2 separate regions of the Rattus norvegicus genome follow, and region 1 is linked to region 2. A link is a contact called in public Hi-C data. All regions are on one chromosome and are shown on one strand. Each heading gives the region's core, a stretch centred on a gene start, on an enhancer-like site or on the middle of the called end of the contact. The rest is flanking DNA. Distances are from core to core; before and after follow the strand shown. Region 1 holds the start of Tmem160 (transmembrane protein 160). Region 2 holds the start of Ccdc9 (coiled-coil domain containing 9).

Region 1 (2,700 bases), core at 140-2,639, 170 kb before region 2:
GCCAGAAGTCCATTTCGGAACCAGGAGAGAAAAGCTGCAGGGAGTTGGAGGGTGGAGCTCTGTATCAGCCAAGCCCTGTTTCCTAGATCCCCTCTCACCCTATACAGCCACAAAAGTATTCTAGATGTGCATCCCTTATGGGAAGTCCCATTCAAGTCCTTTTTCTTTACCCTTCTGTCCCAGACACTCAAAATCTAGAGCATGAATTGAAGACGTTCAGTCTGAGGATAGAGTCTTCCCAAGTTGGCTCACTTGTGCATCCTGTGGTCTTCCCTCTCTCTCCCTCAGACCTCTGGGACAAACTTCTCCACAGAGACCTGCCTCTAGCCTCCTCATTCCCCTCCGTGGTAACCGCTCCTACCTGGCATGGTCTCATCCACCATCTCCTCACCGTTCAAGTCCGAGTGTTGCCAAATGGTTGTTCCCACTATTAGCCCCATCCTATACCAGCCAGGCTTCAGGCTCTCAAACCAATGCCTTGTTTGAGATTCCTCCCCCTGCAGCCCAGATCACCTCTCCCTCCAATCAGCAGCCACCTTCTCTACCATTGGTTAAGCGCTGGTCCAATCCAGAACTTCCCCTTCTTCTGCGGGTAGCCACACTCTTGTTTTATTCCAAGTGGTCCCCTCTGTCTGCAATCCTAACCGATACCCCTGTCGCAGGCAAACTTGTTCCCTCCCAGCTGCCTCTGGAACGGTCTCTCACCTAGGAAGTGTGGTGCTGCCAGCTACTTCTCCTAACCGTAACACCCCCGCCCCCTAATCCCTGCTGAACCCCATTAGCCAGGACCCAAAAGATGGTGCCCTATGCGGCCAGGCTGCAAAATCTCCTACCCACCCCCCAACACTGTTTCCCTGCGCTCACATGAGCAAGCTGCCCCCGCTGAGCACAGGCCCTGTTCCCAGCAGATGCTTGCCTTACTCTCGCCGCCCACTCCCACGTGCACACAGGGAGTGTCCTTCTACTTGTATCGCAAACGACCCCGGCCCCTGCCACTGACCTGTCTCATGTGCCTTGCGGAGGAGCCAAGCGTCCGCTCGATCCAGCTCGGACACCGGGGGCGGCGAGGCTCCTGCGCGTGGACCGTGGCCGGGGGCGAAGGACCCGCGTGCACCCCCGCTGCGGGGCCGCTGAAGCGGCTGCAGAGACCCCCGGAAGCGCAGGCGGGCAAGGCGCGCGACCCGAGCCCACCACCAGCCGCCTCCCATGGCTCGCAATGGGGCCGCGACACGCGCTCCGCCCCACGGACCTACTGTAGGCTGGAAGTCACATCACTCATGAGAAACGACGCGGCCATTGGTGATCTGCCCGCAACTCAATCCCGGAACGCAATACCTATTGGTGTATCTGGCTGTGTCTCCACCTCAGTTATATGTGCCGGTAGTGTGTGACCCACCTTATTTTTGTCATCAGACTACAAATCCCAGAGATCAATGCACGGCAAGCTGTTCGACCTGCAAGAGGGTATGGAGCAATGTCTGCTGGGACTTGTAGTTTCAAAAAATTACTGCTCTCCACAGCCGGGAAACAAAATTTGTATTAGTTGCTTAAACTAGTTGCAAAACTCTAGTAAACTCACGGAAACAACTGCCAGTTACCTCACTAAAGAGGACACACAACTATTTTGTCGTATTCCTCTTCCGTTTTTCTTTTATGCAGATGTTAATAAGATGCCATTTCTGAAAATTCATTCCTGCCCTTACACTCTTTCCAAAACATTATTACCGCTCTAACCCCCGGTACTGGGAATCAAACTTAGTAATAGTGGCAGAGAGAGTGTTTAATGGAAAAGAGACGGCAGAGAAGCAGATGAGAGGGCAGAAGCAACAGATTCGAGACCTGGCAAAGACCCTGTTTTCAAATTGGCATCTTTAATTATGATGTAGGACTGGTGGACTGAGTCCTGCGTTCTCTGGGATCCTATGTGTGAAGAATAATGGATCTTTTTCAGTATGCTTTTACCTATTTCCTCAGGCACAATTAGTTTGTAGTCAGCTGTCCTCCATCATCTCTTATGACACCTAGACAAGGACAGGTGTTTGGCCCAGATCACATCTTCTGTCTGGTCAGAGTATGGGATCTCCTGGGCAATCAAGGATGTGAGGCGCCCAATTTTTAGGGCCACCCCATGGGCTGTCTTGTTGCCCTCTGGGATGGACTTTAGTCCTTCTGTTGGACCGGAAGGACCACCACCAAAGATCCGCTCGTCCCCAAAGACCACCGACACCAAATTCGATGCAATCAGCAAGAGGACTTTTATTCCAAGCACGCTGGGGTCCACAGTCCTACGCCACGTGGGGGTAGAGGGCTGCGGACCCCGGGTGCAGAATCCGGACAGCTTTTATACGGTTTACAACAAAGCCCGCACATCGCAAACCAATCATTTCATTGCATCAAGAGCCTGAGGGGCCTATCTTACGCCCTTCCACCTAGTTCCATACAGAGAGCGGGCTCAAGAAATGTGACCTTTTACCTACTTACTGGCAGAGAGCAGGGTCTGGAATTTGAGGTATTTAGGGCTTCTTAGGGGTGAGATAGCATTTTAGCATTTCTAAACTGACTTCTCGGCTGCATTTTTTATTCTTTCACTTTTATTCATTGCCACTTCCTTCTGCTGTCAGAAGGCCTCTCTCTATAAAATAGTCCCACAGACATCAGCAAGGCACACTAGGTATCTGTGTCTCTTGTCTTTTCTCAGCT
Region 2 (2,700 bases), core at 124-2,623:
GCTGAAGCAGGAGGATCAGGAGTTTGGGGACAACTGAGATATTGTCTTAGTCAACATTTTAGTGCTGAGATGAAACATCATGACCAAAAAGCAAGTTGGGAGGAAAGGGTTTATTTGATTTCTGTTTTCATATCACAATCTATCATTGGAGGAAGTCAGGATAGGAACTCAATCAGGGCAGGAACCTGGAGGCAGGAGCTGACGCAGAGGCCATGAAAGGGTGGTGCTTACTGATTTCTTCCCCACAGCCATCTCTGCCTGCTTTCTTATAGAACCCAGGACTATCAGTCCGGAGATGGCACCACCCACAATGGGCTAGGTCCTCCCCCATCAATCAGTAATTGAGAAAATGCTACAGCTGGATCTCGTGGAGGCATTTTCTTAACAGATGCTTTGTCTTCTCTGATGACTCTAACTTGTGTTAGGTTGACAACAAACTGAGCCAGTACAGATATTTAAAAAAAAGAATAATTCAAGTGCCAGTACGTTGCTCAACAGGTAAAAGAGGGTGTGCATCTCAAAGTCCAGGGTTCAAACAGAGGTCATCATAATTGGCCAAGTGCCTTTACTTTCTCAGCCACGTCACCCTGCTTTTATTTCTCCTTTGAGAGAGGATCTATGTAGCCCTGGTTGTCTGTCTGTCTGTCTATCTATCTATCTATCTATCTATCTATCTATCTATCTATCTATCTATCATCTATCCTGCTGTTTTTGACCCCGAGGTAATCTTTCTGTCTCAGTCTCCCAAGTGCTGAAATTAGAGGCATCTACCAGGACTTTATATAGTTGATATAAAGCTGGGACTGCCCAGCTTTATATAGTTGATTTTAAAAAATTATATATATGTATATATATAAGATTTATTTATCTATTATATATAAGTACACTGTAATTGTCTTCAGACACACCAGAAGAAGGCATCAGATCTTATTACAGATGATTGTGAGCCACTATGTGGTTGCTGGAATTTGAACTCAGGACCTCTGGAAGAGCAGTGCTCTTAACCACTGAGCCATCTCTCCAGCCCCAAAACTTTATATTTTTATGAATTGGTTAGTTTCTATAACTAAGGTTTCATTAGCAAGAAGAGGTAATGAAACCAATTTAGGTTTTCAGGGGTCCCTGTATAATGTCTAATTTTTACCTAGTAAAATCGGGAACCAGTGGCTCCGGGTGATAAAAGTCTAAACCAAAAAAGGAACCCAGAGATTTAGTGCTACATGTCCATCCCCTGAGACCAGACAGAACAAACACGCTTCTGCCACCTTCTGCAGAGCCTGAGGGGGTGCGGACCCTTTAAGGCACCCGGAAATGGGATGTCAAGACCGGAAGTGCCCCACTTATTTCCTCTCTTCACGTGGTGTGGCCCGGAAGTGACGCGTGAGGCCCGGGAGCTGCGGACGCGAAGGCGGACGGAGCCGGAGTCGCAGACACCGCGGGGTCTCCGGGACAGGTGACCGGGGGAGGGGGCCGGGTGCGCGCCCGGAGAGGGCGGGGCCTGTTCGCCCACGTGAGGGAGCGTGAACGCGCGCGGATAGAGACGAGCTGCCGGCGGGGGCGGGGTCAGGGTACTCTGCGGGGGGCGGGGACGCGACGCCCACATGGGTCGCTTGAGGGGTGCTGAGGTTGGGCCGTGAACGTGTGGGCAGGGCCAGACGAGCGGGTGCGGGCGGGCCCCAAGCCTGGGTGGTTGACTTAGCGGGGCGGGCCTTGCAAAGCTGTGTCTGGGCTGGGGGTGGGGCCAGAGTTTTGCCTAGAGGATTAGGGGGCAGGCTCGGGACGTTGGGCGGAGACGCTGGGGGCGGGACCAAATAGTGTAGGGTGGGGGTAAGAGGCGGAGTCTGGGCGTTGGCACGATAAAAACTTGGGGCGGGGCTAAAGTGTTGGGCGTGTAAGGGGTGGGGTTTGGGCGGTAGGCGGGCGAATTGGGGGAGTGGTCAAAACGGCGCGGGGCGGGGTAAAGGTCGGTGGGCGGAGTGAACTGAGGGCGGGGCTAGAGTATTGCTTGGGGCCTTACAAGTTCGTCTTGGCGGTAGGGGGTGCTACGGGGGCGTGGTTATGAGGGCCAGGGGCGGAGCTAAGAGATTGGCCTGCTCGGGGCGGGGCCAAAGCTTCGAGGGGAGTGGGGAAAGAGGCAGGGCTTTAAGTGAAGAGGTGAGGATTGAACTGAGGCGTTAGGCTAGTTTGGCCAAGATGCTGGGGGTGTAGCCAGAATATTGTTCTCAGTGTTTTGGGCAATGATTATTTCACTATGACGTGGTTTTAGTGTTTAATGGGGCTAGAGTTTGGGGCAGAGATCCCTTGGGCGAGGCAGGAAAGTTTCTTGGTTCTGGTGGTGGGTCCTGATGATTGCCCAGAAGCTAGTGGAGGGTCCAGGGGCTGGCTGAGACTGGATGGAAGTGGAGCTAAGATTTCAGGGATTTCGCGAGTGGGGCTAGGGTGCTGGTGGAGAATGGCAAATGGCGGGAATGGAGCTAGAAAGTTTTTACTGACCTGGGAGTGCAGCAGAACACAGGCAAGGAAGTAGGGAACTCAGAGGCAGGGGCGGGGCCAGAATCTGGCCGGAAAGGAGGGGCCTGAAGTTTCACCCTAGTTAGGGGTGGGACCACGGAGGTTTTTGGAGGTCGGGTGTGGTTGCAGCTGGCAGTTTTCTCTTGTAAGCCTCTGTAGAAGTTCTGTCTTCTGCCTTGAGTATCACTA

What was found. A called contact is a pair of places that touch in the nucleus more often than the background predicts.
Region 1: a Hi-C map of psoas muscle shows a contact between it and region 2, with 2.7 times the contacts expected there. The contact joins the promoter of Tmem160 here to the promoter of Ccdc9 in region 2. A contact is called at or near these places in 5 of 12 Hi-C or Micro-C datasets (the A7r5 cell line, the Rat2 cell line, Schwann cells and 2 more).

Annotation. Positions count from the first base shown.
Region 1 is chr1:86,291,271-86,293,970 of GRCr8, reverse strand. It overlaps Tmem160 (transmembrane protein 160), which reads right to left and starts at 1,389. Exons shown (of 3, transcript NM_001106227.1): 1 at 1,001-1,389; 2 at 1-34. The coding sequence starts at 1,208.
Region 2 is chr1:86,118,459-86,121,158 of GRCr8, reverse strand. It overlaps Ccdc9 (coiled-coil domain containing 9), which reads left to right and starts at 1,373. Exons shown (of 14, transcript NM_001401581.1): 1 at 1,373-1,453.